Regions from separate parts of the Arachis hypogaea genome. Here region 1 is linked to region 2. A link is a contact called in public Hi-C data. All regions are on one chromosome and are shown on one strand. The core of a region is the stretch at or near the end of the contact, and the rest is flanking DNA. Distances in the headings are between cores, read along the strand shown. Region 1 holds the start of LOC112764647 (5'-adenylylsulfate reductase-like 4). Region 2 holds the start of LOC112765932 (probable mitochondrial adenine nucleotide transporter BTL3).

Region 1 (6,205 bases), core at 1,327-3,826, 150 kb before region 2:
GATTTCTGAAGTGGTGCAAGGATAACTCAAATAGTTATGCCATCTAATCATAATTGATCTACGATTGATTTCTGAAGTGGTAGATGGACATGTCAAATATTTATATCTACGGGATAGGGATGTGAATGGGTCGGTAAAATTGGGTTTGATGTGATCTAAATTTGACCCGAAATATATACCGGGTCTATTTGTCAGACTCGAACCCGGTTCTAGACCCGATGAAACCTATACACTTTCGGGCTACGATTATACCGGGTAAAAATCAGGCCGTTAATATTACATTACCTTAATACCTTCTTATAAGTTAGCATGTGAAAATATCCAAATTTTCAAGATTCTAACCATTATTTGACATGGTAAAATTCACTTAAAAAAATATAATAAAAACTAACTCTTCTCTAAAATTAAAGCATAACCATAATCAATACTAATATTGTTTAATAATACCCAAGTCACCAAATATTTAAATTAATACAAATAACACAGTATTATGTATTAGTCTAAAGTCTTATACATTTTAAACATATAGTCTTATAATGACTAATAACACAAAATATTAAGGTTTACAATACTTAAATTCCACATAAGAATAACCATTATTCATTTATTCATCACTAATAACACAAAATATTAATTGTATATGATGACCGGGCCACCGGACCGAGTTCGGGTGACACCAGCTATGGCCCAGACCCGACTGGAAATAATGACCGAGTCTATTTTTGAGACCCTACCCGACCCTAGACCCGGTGAAATCACATCAAATTAACCCTTAAAGTGTTCGGAACCGGACCGGATTTTCGAACCGGACCGAGCCATACACACCCCTAGAACGGGATAAGTTTACTATTAAACATAAGTTTTTATTATTATTTCATGGCCTAAAATATTGTTTTGGAAAAACTACCAAAAGTACTTATGAAATTTACGAATACTGACAAAATTATCTATAAACTAAGAAAATTAACGATGTACCTTGAAAGATGGGTTCCGTACAACAAAAATATCAAAACCCTAATTTTTTGTTAATTTTTTTAATAAAATTTTCAAACTACTCCACCATTAACCTCAACTCACTTTTTCAACCTTTCATAACCCAACCTACACTTTTAAAATCTTTGCCATGGAGTCCAAAACTACTCCTACAACAGACTAGCCTGAAATCAATGGTGGTGGTGGAGGATCGGACCTCAACCACTTTAGTCATAAGTTTTCGAACCCTCTTTATGCATACAGACAGCACCATGACCCCTCTCTCTTCTCAGGTGCGCGACGACAATATTCTCTTCGGCTGGGTCAGGTGCGCCACGACAACGTTCTCCTCGGTTGGGACAGGCGCGCCACGGCGACGTTCTCCTTAGGTTGGGTCATAGGCGCGCGACGAAGGTATTGTAGCCACCTTAAGAGTGAGAAGAGGATGCAGTAAGAGGGGAGGAGATTGGCAGTGATGGAATAGGTGGGTGGCGGACGACAGTGAGAAAGTAGGAGGAGAGTTATGTGACTCTGAGAATTTTTTAGAGAAGGAAAAGTGAGGAAAGAGAAAGAAGTGGAAAAAGAGGGAGTGACGGTAGAACGAGGTTAGGGTGGGGTAGTTTGTGAATCTTATTTAAAAATTAACAAAAAATTAAAATTTGGATATTTTTGTTGTACGAAACCCAATAACTCATCTCTCATAGATACATAGTTAATTTCTTTAATTTATGAGTATTTTTGTCACCATTCATAAAATTTATGAGAATTTTTGGTAGTTTTTTCTATTATTTTTTGTTCGTAAGCAAAAATTTAAAATATATATTCTCATGAATCATTAAGATTTGGAATAAATTTATAAACTTGTAAAATAAATTCATCAATATATAAATTTTATTTATTTATTTCATAGTGTAGATCATTTTATAATGACGAAAACTGAAATTTTAATAATATTAAAAAATATATTTTCATTTAACTTGTTAAACTTTAAATTTATTTTTTAATTTTTATATTTATTTTAAACTAAGCTGAGATATAATTAATTTTTATATATTTTATATTAAATATAATACAAAAATTTAATGTTTTTTAAAGATATTTTTCACGTGTAATTATCTTTATGTGAAGGTGATAGTTAATAATTATTAGATAATAACTACCAACGAGTTATAACTCAAATGACATAATCTCTTCATACTCATCTAGATATTGTGAATTTCAGTCTCACTTTTAATTAAAAAAAATTTATTAAATAATAATTTAGTCAAATTTATTAAATTATCTAATAATTTTTAATTTTTTTTAACAAATTTTGTTTAATGGGGAGAAAATGGATTGTCGTTCGGTGTTAAATAAATAAGGGAACCATCTTGAACAATATGAACAATCACCAATCAAGTACATCCTAATTTAATACTACTAATTAAATTTAAAATTAATTTATTTTTTTAATCCTATTAATTCACATTGTTCACATATTGTTCAAAAATATTGTTAGTTACCTATACTTTTCCAATAAATAATTAACTATTTTTATATTTGGGGAGATAAAAAATAAGGTGAAGGCTGACATGCATATAAAGCATGCCGAGACACTTAAACCAACCATAGTGCTTTAATCTGTTGACGAAAAAGGTAAAGAATGAACCAAGCAAGTGAAACCTCTCTCTCAGACTCTCACGCACTGGTAAAAGCTGAACGGTGATGCCGTTGCCACCACCGATCGTCGCACCCACCAACTGATACCAATAGCAATAACCCCCTTCTTCTTCTTCTTCTTCTTCTTCCCACTCCCCATTTTCCAAACCAACCCAGCCCCTCTTTTTTTTATTCATTTTTCAGAAAAAAAAAGAAGAAAATAAGAATCTATCCATTCAGATTTTGCCACGTCAGATCCTCTCATCTCTGTCTTCACGACCTTCCTTTCATCTCCCTCATTCCCCTCTTTTTCCCTTCAAATCCTGTACGCTATACGATTAGGGTTTTCCATTCCCCCAAACTTCCTTTCTTTTCTTTTTTTTTCCCCCCTAACTTTTTATTTTTGGAAACTCTTTTCGGCTCGGTTTGGTGCCAATTTTTGGTTCGTTCGTTAGTCGAGGGGGAAAAAAAGGAACGAGGGAGATGATGAGGTTTTCGGGATCGGAGATCGTGGTCGCCACGCTGCTCTGTTGGAGCATTTCTTGCACCGGCCAACCGCACAAGGTTTCGGTTTCTGCCGCCGACGCCGCCATATGTCCGAAGGAGACAGTCTTTGATTTCATATTAGGGTTTCGAGATGCGACCTGCTCGCTCCCTGATTCCGTTGGATCCATCCGTTACACTGGTGTCACCGAGGTCACTCATTATTCTCTTTCCCTTTACCTCTTATATTTATTTCGTTTTAATCTGACGTTGATACTGCAATTTTAGGATTATTGCTTTGACTACCCTTTTTGTGATATTGAGATGATGAATCTGTGATTGCTTTAATTTTCAATAATTTGAGTTTGGAATTTGGAAGCTGGAACTGCTTATTATGCTGTTTAGGTTTCATGTCTTCAGCAACTGTGAATCAACGTGCCTTGTTGTTGGCTAGCTAATTTTAGAAACCGTAGGGATTGCATTCGCCAAAGGAATAGTAGGAGTGGTTTTAGGGAGCTTTATACTTGAGAGTTTACAGAGAAAGGGAAGGGGAAGTGGGGAACACCTCAGCAGCTCGCCCTTCCATACCCCGGGGTTTCAGGGTCATATATTTCAGTGTGTAGGATCGTAAGGAGAGGATCCACTTTCACAAGACATGTTCTGCTTTGTCACTGCCATCCGTAGCCCTTCCCACTACCATAGCTCCCAAACAGACCTATGTTATTTTTCTTCGTTGCTGTTATCCGATCATGTATGTTTTCAAAGAAACTTTGATTTGTTAAATCCAGTTCTTAGAACTTCTTTCAAATGTTTATGGTTGCTGATAGAGGATTGTAAGTATGAATTTATGATGCCTAATTGCCTATTGAAACTATGCAGGGAGATGAGGTTACTTTGCAGAAGGCATTGAGTATGGTTCACAAGAATAGTCATGAATATGTAGCTGTACTTTTCTATGCATCATGGTGTCCTTTCTCTCGGATTTTTAGACCAGTTTTCTCAATCCTGTCTTCCCTATACCCTTCCATTCCCCATTATGCTATTGAAGAATCATCTGTTAGGCCAAGGTTTGTGTTTTCAGTCCCAATTCCTTTCTTTCAAGTTTCATGGATTCTTTCCATTTAATGCCTATTTGATTCTTGCAGCATATTATCAAAATACGGTGTTCATGGTTTCCCTACACTACTCATTTTAAATTCTACTATGCGCATTCGTTATCACGGATCTCGGATATTGGGTTCTCTCGTAGTTTTCTACAATGATGTTACCGGTAACATTCATTATGTCACTTTCATATTTGTATTTGTATTTTGGTATTGTCGCTTATGGGTTCATTTATTTTACATAGCTTGAAGATTTGTTAAGCTTAAATTTAAATATTTGATCATTCTCATGCTCTGCATGTGCCTTGGTTGTTCTGTATTGCAATTAAATAGTGTCTTTTACATGTTAAAGGGGGAAAATAAATAAGCGTATCCTGAAACACGCCATGCTTAATGGTTCCACAACAATATTAGAAACAATTAGAATATTTTCCTGTTTATGCAATTTGGGAATTTAGCTGATCATGATATCCCTATTTTCTTTTTAGTTAATCTTTGGTTGTCATTGCAGGAGTTAGGGTTGATTCACTTGATCAACTATCCCTGGATAAAGTTGGGCATCTGTCAGTTCATGAGAGTCATGGTACCACAGAGCAAGAAAGTTGCCCCTTTTCTTGGGCCAGATCTCCAGAAAATTTGCTGCGGCAGGAGACTTATTTGGCTTTGGCCACTGCATTTGTGGTTTTGAGACTACTTTACTTATTTTTTCCTACACTGCTTATGTGTATCCAATATGCTTGGAATAGGGTTCTCCAAAACGTTAGATTAGGGAGCTTGTTGGAACATCCTTTGGTGTATCTGAAGCGAACAGTACAGTCATTTAAATGCCTTAAAGAGCCATGCAAGAGAAGTAATCTGCAGGAAGGAGCAATGAATGCTAAAGCTTGGGCTTCTAAGTCCCTTGCCTCAGTCTCAATTGGGGAGGCTAGCACTAGCCGTGGTACCCACCAGTAAGTATATGGAACCAACCAGTGTTCCCTCATGAAATTGGACATTTGGAATATCCTAAAAGAAAGCATGGCTGCAAGTTATGGCATGTAGTTTTGTGCTCAGTTAAGCCTTATGAGTAGTGAGACCAAATTATGTTACTGATTGATGTAATTCCGTCCCTTATAAAATCCTGCATTCAGCATTCTAGAAAAATCGAGACTTCAATGTGTATAGTTTAAAATGTAGCAAACTCGAGCTGAAATATGTAATTCTTTGACTTTGTAGGTTTACTTGAAGGTCAGTCGACGACCATCAGTTGATAAATTAATTTTTGTTGGGAATGAAGTGAATGTAAATCCTCGTTTATTACTGAGTACTGACTGTATACCATGTTCAGGTACTGGATGTTTGCTTGGATATTTGTAAAAGTTTAATAAGATGATCATCAACAGATATCATATAGAAGCATTGTTATCAAGAGCCATTATTTAAATTTTAAAATACTTGTTTTGCCCCTTTTGGTGATTGAATTCATCCCACTTGAACTAGCCCCTTCCTAGTTCCTCTCATTTGCTGCCTGATGTAGAAAGATAGCTAACGCTTGACGCATTGTTTGTTCTGACTTGATTCTCTTTCCATCTTTTTATGAGCATTGACTAATATTCATAAGTGGGATAAAGGTAGATCATGATGAATCAATTATTAAGAAATCATTAACTCCTTGATACCTTTTCCAAGTGTTCTCACTACTCAAAGTATTTCTTGGAAAACCATCTGAAGGACCAAGGTGCACAGCCCTCTCCCCTTCCCCATTTGGAACGATGGAACAAAATAAAGACGTGTGGACCAAAATCAAAACATCAAAGATATATAGGGTCCATTCGTATCAAATGATAGTAACAGCCATGGATTAGGACCAATCACCGTCCAAACAATCACTACACTAGCACAGATTTTGACATAAAGAAATGGGACATTCTCACACGGACAAAATCTAATACAAAAAAGGCACTTTTACAGCTTTGCATAACTGACTCAACCACGAATTTAGACCAATTATGTGATATACTAATGTATGC
Region 2 (6,741 bases), core at 1,500-3,999:
TGCATAAAGTAAAATATAAGTAAATTGGGCATGCAAGGAAGTAAATTGACATGCCTGGAGTAAGCTGGGAATAAGTCCTGCATACAGAGCTTGAATGCCTCCATGTTCCACTATTTTGGCACAAGTTGCAAAAGAACTTAAACGGGTAGACTGGACTTGCAATTGAAGCTGCCTCCTTACCACTTCGAATGGATATGTAGCAGCTTCTGCACAAGCACCGGCAATAGCACCATACAACAGCGTCCTTACTGGTCCTAACTCAAGCTGATCCAATGCACTCAATTCCTTACCCTGTTTGTGCAAATTCTGGATTCGCTTCCTTCCTTTGGGTGAATGCAAATAAGCTGATTTGAGTATATCATATACACCATAAAAAACTGCACCAGAAGGAGCCATACTTATAATTGACGGTACCAAACCCTTGTAGAGAGAAAAGAAGCCTTCAGTCCGAATCATGTATTGGAAAGCACCAATAACACCACCCAAAGCTTCCCCACCAGGTGCCACCAACTTGGTCCGGATCTGAAAGAAACCAATGGTAAACATTTTGAACCAATTAAACCACATGGCTAAAAATACAAGAGCCATTAAGAAATTGTAACTAAGATTTTGGAGAAAATGTGCATTGCACATGCTATTTTTATCCCCCCCCCCCCCCCTTTTCCATTGTTAAAAGGAGAATCTGATTGAAAAGTGTTCTTCATCATAGCATACCCTGAGAAATTACATGGAAGGAGTTATAACACAGATTATGATGATCTCATTTCAGCTTCTCGAATGACCTGGTCCTTTGAGGCAGGATTCAATAATCCTGAACTCTCTCTCTAGTCTCTATTAATATAATTAGCCATGTTAAGAGCTAATCCAACAGGATCTATATTCACACAAAAATGTTATGCAGATTAAACTCTTCTTTTACATTTTTTTATTCTGTTAAGCTTTTCATCTGCATAGCAGCAAAACTGCAAACAAGAATTATTCTCCATGTTCATCTGTAGTGATCCCATATCCAGATAAACCAGTCCAAATAATTCCTTAACTAAAGAAGGTATAACTTAGCATGTTTGAGTGCGCGATGGCCACCATTGAGTGCTTTCACTTTTACATACAAAACTAATGGCAAGCAGTTTGTGCACATGATTTTACTCAGAGCTGCTATAAAAGAGGAAATGAACTAAAGAAGAAATCATAATTCAAATATTAGAAATTGCCACATACTGTGTCAAGTGGAAGGCAAATAATGGTAGCAGTAATTCCAGCAGCAGCACCAGCAATAAACCTCTCAAAATTGGTAGTTTCCTCATTTCCGGAGAATCTAAGGAGCTGCTTCCTATATGTATCATAAGCACAAAAATTCACTGCCTTGAATGGAGCCGTCCGCAGAATATTTACAAGGTTCCCCTTCCAAAAGCCCCTCAGACCCTGAGAAGTGGCTATCTTTCTCACAAGCTCAACGATATTCTTCTTCTCCCCGCGAACTATATACTCCAGCTTAAGTCTTTCAAGTGGAGCAACACAAGTTCTGGCACAGAAAAACGTGAGCATATTTATAAACAAAAACACATAAAAATACATTCAATAATCAAGACCAACACTACTAACTACACTAAGCAAAGCCATTTAATAGTCTAAGGGAACAAAATGACATCAGGAAGGCAATTGTACAAAAATGTCTTCATTATACACAGTGAGACACAAGTTAAATAGCAATGTGCCTCCTGTAATTGTTACTTCCTCCGTTTCAAATAACTAATAATTTCAACAGAGTAGTACATTTAAAAACTTAATGCATCTAAATAATAGATTAATATTTTGAAACAGAAGGATTATTTGATAGGAATGTGTACCTAGAAACCATGGCAGCTACGGCACCAGCCCATAGATGCTTAGTGGTGTTGTTGACGGCATTGCCTCCTCGTACCGTCCTAACCTTGTGTTGTACCTCAACAACACCCTCCTCCGAACTTGTCTCCTTGTCGGAGCCGTTGTCCCCATTCGGCACCACGAGTTTAGCACTCGGCAAGCTCACCGACAAGAAGCAGCTAGCAGCTACTGCCGCCTTAAGCCTCCGGCGTGGCGGCGAGGGATTCAATTCGGCACGAATCGAGGCGGCGGGAAGCAGGCGGAGGAAGGAATCTGGAGTTGCGGGTTCGAGGAACAATCCCCCGGGCGGTGGCGCGGTGAGGGAAGAGAAATCGGAAGGGAAATTGAGGAAACAGTGGGATTGTTGGTGGGGAGTGAGGTCCTGTGGTAGTGGCATTTTTGTGATTTGAAGAAGAGGAGTTGGGGAAGTAGAAGAAGTTTGTGGTATTGAATTTATTTGTAGTTAATTAGTTAGGTCTATTGAATGCGAAACCATGAACATGAGAACTATTCTCCCCTTTCTTTCTTTCTTCTTTGAATTACATAGCGCTAGCAAACAGAAGTTGTGACATTATCCTCTTCCGTTTGGGACTCCTTCTCCTTCTCCTTCTCGGCTTCTCCTTCCGTCCTTCCTTCGTCTATTGCTTTTCATAATCTTTAAATAATGAGAACGGTTAGGGGCGTCCGAGTGCCTCACTGACTGGCGTCCTACACTAAAACTCCAACACACGGATTCTTTGGTTTTGCCTTATCAAATGTTCCAAGTGTTTTCGCCCAGGAATATCCTCAGAGCATTTTTTGTGACGATGTAGTAACGGTGGAAATTTTGTACGGAGGGAGGAGGATGTAAACTTTGTTTTCAACTACACAGGAGCTAAAATTCCTCAATTAATTCCCGTAATATTTACAACTAAATATTTTTTTCCTTTCACTTAGTCAATAAATTATGTTAAATTTTTTAATTAGATCTTCACTGTAACAAAAATATTTGAATTAATAAAATATATTATTTTTAAATTAAAGATACTATTAATAATTATTAATTTTTAAATAGAATTTTTTTAAAATAATAAAATAGTCCTTTTTTTCTTTTTCTCCCACGCACAATAACTATCTCTTCTTTTAATATTACATTCTCTTTTCTTACCACCCTCCCAACAATCTTTTCTATTATTCTCTTCCTCTCGATTCCATCATTCCAAAAAATATAAGACTCTGAATTTTGTACGAAAAAGCTTAAAATTTTCTATCTCTTCTTCTTCACTTATAAATTGGTGTGACAAATTTGAGAGATTAATTTTTAAATGGTAGATTTAAAGTGAACATGACCAAATTAAGTCGCTTATTTATGTATTCAACTCACCGGATGCATTTTTTATAGTTTAGAATTTCTTTGTCACATCTATCAAACAATAGATATGATACGGAAATAAAAGGATAAATAAGACAAGAATTGAAATTGAATAAAAAAGGTACATTGAAATTGAAATAGAAACAAAAATGATAGATTGAAATTGAATACAAAGAGAATCACTCTACTTTCTACCCAATTTCTTGACGCCACAAGAAAGGGACTCCTCAACCTAACTTGTCAACGCCATAGTTTAGAAATTGAATCGAAGGGACTCCTCAACCTTCTACTCAATTCCCCGATGTAACAAGAGAGGGACTCCTCAACCTCAATTGTCCACACCATGGTTTCATCACGAAACCAAAAAGGGGTTTTCAAACCTCTAAAAATTCTATACTACGACTACAATAGCTAAGGAGGTATTTATAACCTCTTATTAGGTTAAAACAAAGAAAACCCTAAAGCCCATAAACACAAGGCCCAATCTAGTAATTAAATAAACAAAATCAAAATACATTAAATAAAATATTCTAAAAATGTAAACAAAAATATCTTCTAAATAACTCTTGAACTCTTCATATCACGAACATTTGAAGCACGTATCATTCTCCTCCTCTTCAAAAAAGATTCGTCCTCGAATCTTGTAGGTGGAAAAAAAATAATATATGAAAATGACAATAATTATAAGAAAGATAATTTCTTTTTTTTTTGGTTTTTTTTTTCTTCTTTTTTTTTTTCACTTTATTCTTCTTTTTTTTTTAAATAATGAAACGCAAACGAAAACAAGAACACAAGAACAAAAAGAAAGACGCGACAAACACTGAACTCTTTTTTTATGATAAAAGAAGAACAAATATAGATTAATAAGAATTAATCTAATACCTGAACTCTGATACCAAATGATAAAGAAATAATAAAATAAACAAGACAAGAATTGAAATTGAATAGAAAATATACATTGAAATTGAAAATAGAAATAAAATGGATAGATTGAAATTGAATACGAAGAGAATCACTCTACTTTCTACCCAATTTCTTGACGTAACAAGAAAGGGACTCCTCAACCTAACTTGCCAACGCCATAGTTTGGAAATTGAATCGAAGGGACTCCTCAACCTTCTACTCAATTCCCCGATGTAACAAGAGAGGGACTCCTCAACCTCAATTGTCCACACCATGGTTTCATCATGAAACCAAAAAGGGGTTTTGAAACCTCTAAAAATTCTATACTACGACTACAATAGCTAAGGAGGTATTTATAACCTCTTATTAGGTTAAAACAAAGAAAACCCTAAAGCCCATAAACATAAGGCCCAATCTAGTAATTAAATAAACAAAATTAAAATACATTAAATAAAATATTCTAAAAATGTAAACTAAAATATCTTCTAAATAACTCTTGAACTCTTCATATCACGAACATTTGAAGCACGTATCATTCTCCTCCTCTTCAAAAAAGATTCGTCCTCGAATCTTGTAGGTGAAAAAAAAATAATATATGAAAAGGACAATAATTATAAGGAAGATAATTTCTTTTTTTTTTTGGTTTTTTTTCTTCTTTTTTTTTGTTTTTTTTTTCACTTTATTCTTCTTCTTCTTTTTTTTTTTTAAATAATGAAACGCAAACGAAAACAAGAACACAAGAACAAAATGAAAGACGCGACAAACACTGGACTCTTTTTTTTATGATAAAAGAAGAACAAATATAGATTAATAAGAATTAATCTAATACCTGAGCTCTGATACCAAATGATACGGAAATAAAAGGATAAATAAGACAAGAATTGAAATTGTATAAAAAAGGTACATTGAAATCGAAATAGAAACAAAAATGATAGATTGAAATTGAATACAAAGAGAATCACTCTACTTTCTACCCAATTTCTTGACGCCACAAGAAAGGGACTCCTCAACCTAACTTGTCAACGCCATAGTTTGGAAATTGAATCGAAGGGACTCCTCAACCTTCTACTCAATTCCCCGATGTAACAAGAGAGGGACTCCTCAACCTCAATTGTCCACACCATGGTTTCATCACGAAACCAAAAAGGGGTTTTCAAACCTCTAAAAATTCTATACTACGACTACAATAGCTAAGGAGGTATTTATAACCTCTTATTAGGTTAAAACAAAGAAAACCCTAAAGCCCATAAACACAAGGCCCAATCTAGTAATTAAATAAACAAAATCAAAATACATTAAATAAAATATTCTAAAAATGTAAACAAAAATATCTTCTAAATAACTCTTGAACTCTTCATATCACGAACATTTGAAGCACGTATCAAGATAGCCGTGGTTTCATCTCCGACGTGGAGAGCTCCCCGCGTTTCAGGCCGGCTCCAATCCCAGGTGGAGGCTCTCCTCCAGTGTGGCTTCTTCTCTCCAGGGGTGCATGTGCTCCTCTGTCATTCCGCCGTCAGCTGTCTCTTTTACCGACTCGCTCACGCAATCTCTCTTCTTCATGGATTTGGTTGAACAGGTAATCATTACTTGGAACCCTAGGACCTTTGCCTTCTTTCTTTCCTCTGCCCTACCAAACGCTGTCTACAAGCTCTGTTTCTTGGGTGTTTGCTTCCCCGCCGTTCATCCAGGTTAGCGATTTCCCAATGGAGTCTCAAATTCAAGATCTTCAATAAATCAATCGGGTAAATTTTCTGGTGCTTTTAGTTCCAAACCTATTGTCGTCTTCATTGTTTTTCTTTTCGTTCATTGTGTACATCCTTGTGATCAATTTTGGTATTTGTTCGGTATTTAACTCAGATTTTATTGTTTAGGATTTGTGAAATTCCTATTTTACAAATTGTGATCATTTTTTGTATCTATTCGACAGTTAACTCAGATTTTATTGTCTAGGGTTTGTGAAATTCCTAATTTGCAAATTGTCTATCTGACTTGGTTTGTTTATGAGTTCATGTTCTTGGTTACATTGGAAGTTGCTGTTAATTTTGATTATGGTCTATGAATCTGTTTCATCTTCTTCATTTCATTATTTAGAATTTGATCTGATTATCATTTCTCCTTTTGCTACCTGTTGAATTGTTTGTAGCATGTGGTTTGTGTATTTCATCAGTTTTTTGGATTTGATAATGATTATCAACATTGTGTTCTTACTTACATTTTCTCATATTTATGGATTATGGGTTTGATTTTGTGAATCATTGTCTAGGTATGGGGTTTCTACCTAATCTACTTTCTCTTTGGTGATGTGATTGACAGAGTTTCTCCAGCAAAGTGAGTTTATAAACCCAGCTTCTCCTATTCAAGTATTGCATTCCCAATTTCATTCTCTCCTATTCAAGCTTTGCATTCCAATTTTCATTCTCATTCAATAATCCATTTGAATTGTTTGGGGTGAATGTAGGAATTTATAATGTTTTCTGCATTAAGAATCATGTTCTGTTATTTATATTTGATGTCAAATTTTATGAAGCACTCAAATAATTATATCCAGAGTAGACCCATTAAATCAAATATTAAAAACTGGTGAATCTATTTTTGTGTGTGTGTATATTCAACAAATCCAT

What was found. A called contact is a pair of places that touch in the nucleus more often than the background predicts.
Region 1: a contact with region 2 is called in a Hi-C map of an unstated tissue, with 3 times the contacts expected there. The contact joins the promoter of LOC112764647 here to the promoter of LOC112765932 in region 2.

What each region holds. Positions count from the first base shown.
Region 1 is chr17:129,080,692-129,086,896 of arahy.Tifrunner.gnm2.J5K5, reverse strand. It overlaps LOC112764647 (5'-adenylylsulfate reductase-like 4), which reads left to right and starts at 2,576. Exons shown (of 4, transcript XM_072223602.1): 1 at 2,576-3,306; 2 at 3,973-4,160; 3 at 4,239-4,363; 4 at 4,708-5,591. The coding sequence starts at 3,094. The coding sequence ends at 5,150. It overlaps LOC112764649 (probable protein phosphatase 2C 10), which reads right to left. Exons shown (of 5, transcript XM_025810359.3): 5 at 5,971-6,205.
Region 2 is chr17:128,927,165-128,933,905 of arahy.Tifrunner.gnm2.J5K5, reverse strand. It overlaps LOC112765932 (probable mitochondrial adenine nucleotide transporter BTL3), which reads right to left and starts at 2,749. Exons shown (of 4, transcript XM_025811800.3): 1 at 1,848-2,749; 2 at 1,219-1,522; 3 at 55-522. The coding sequence starts at 2,260.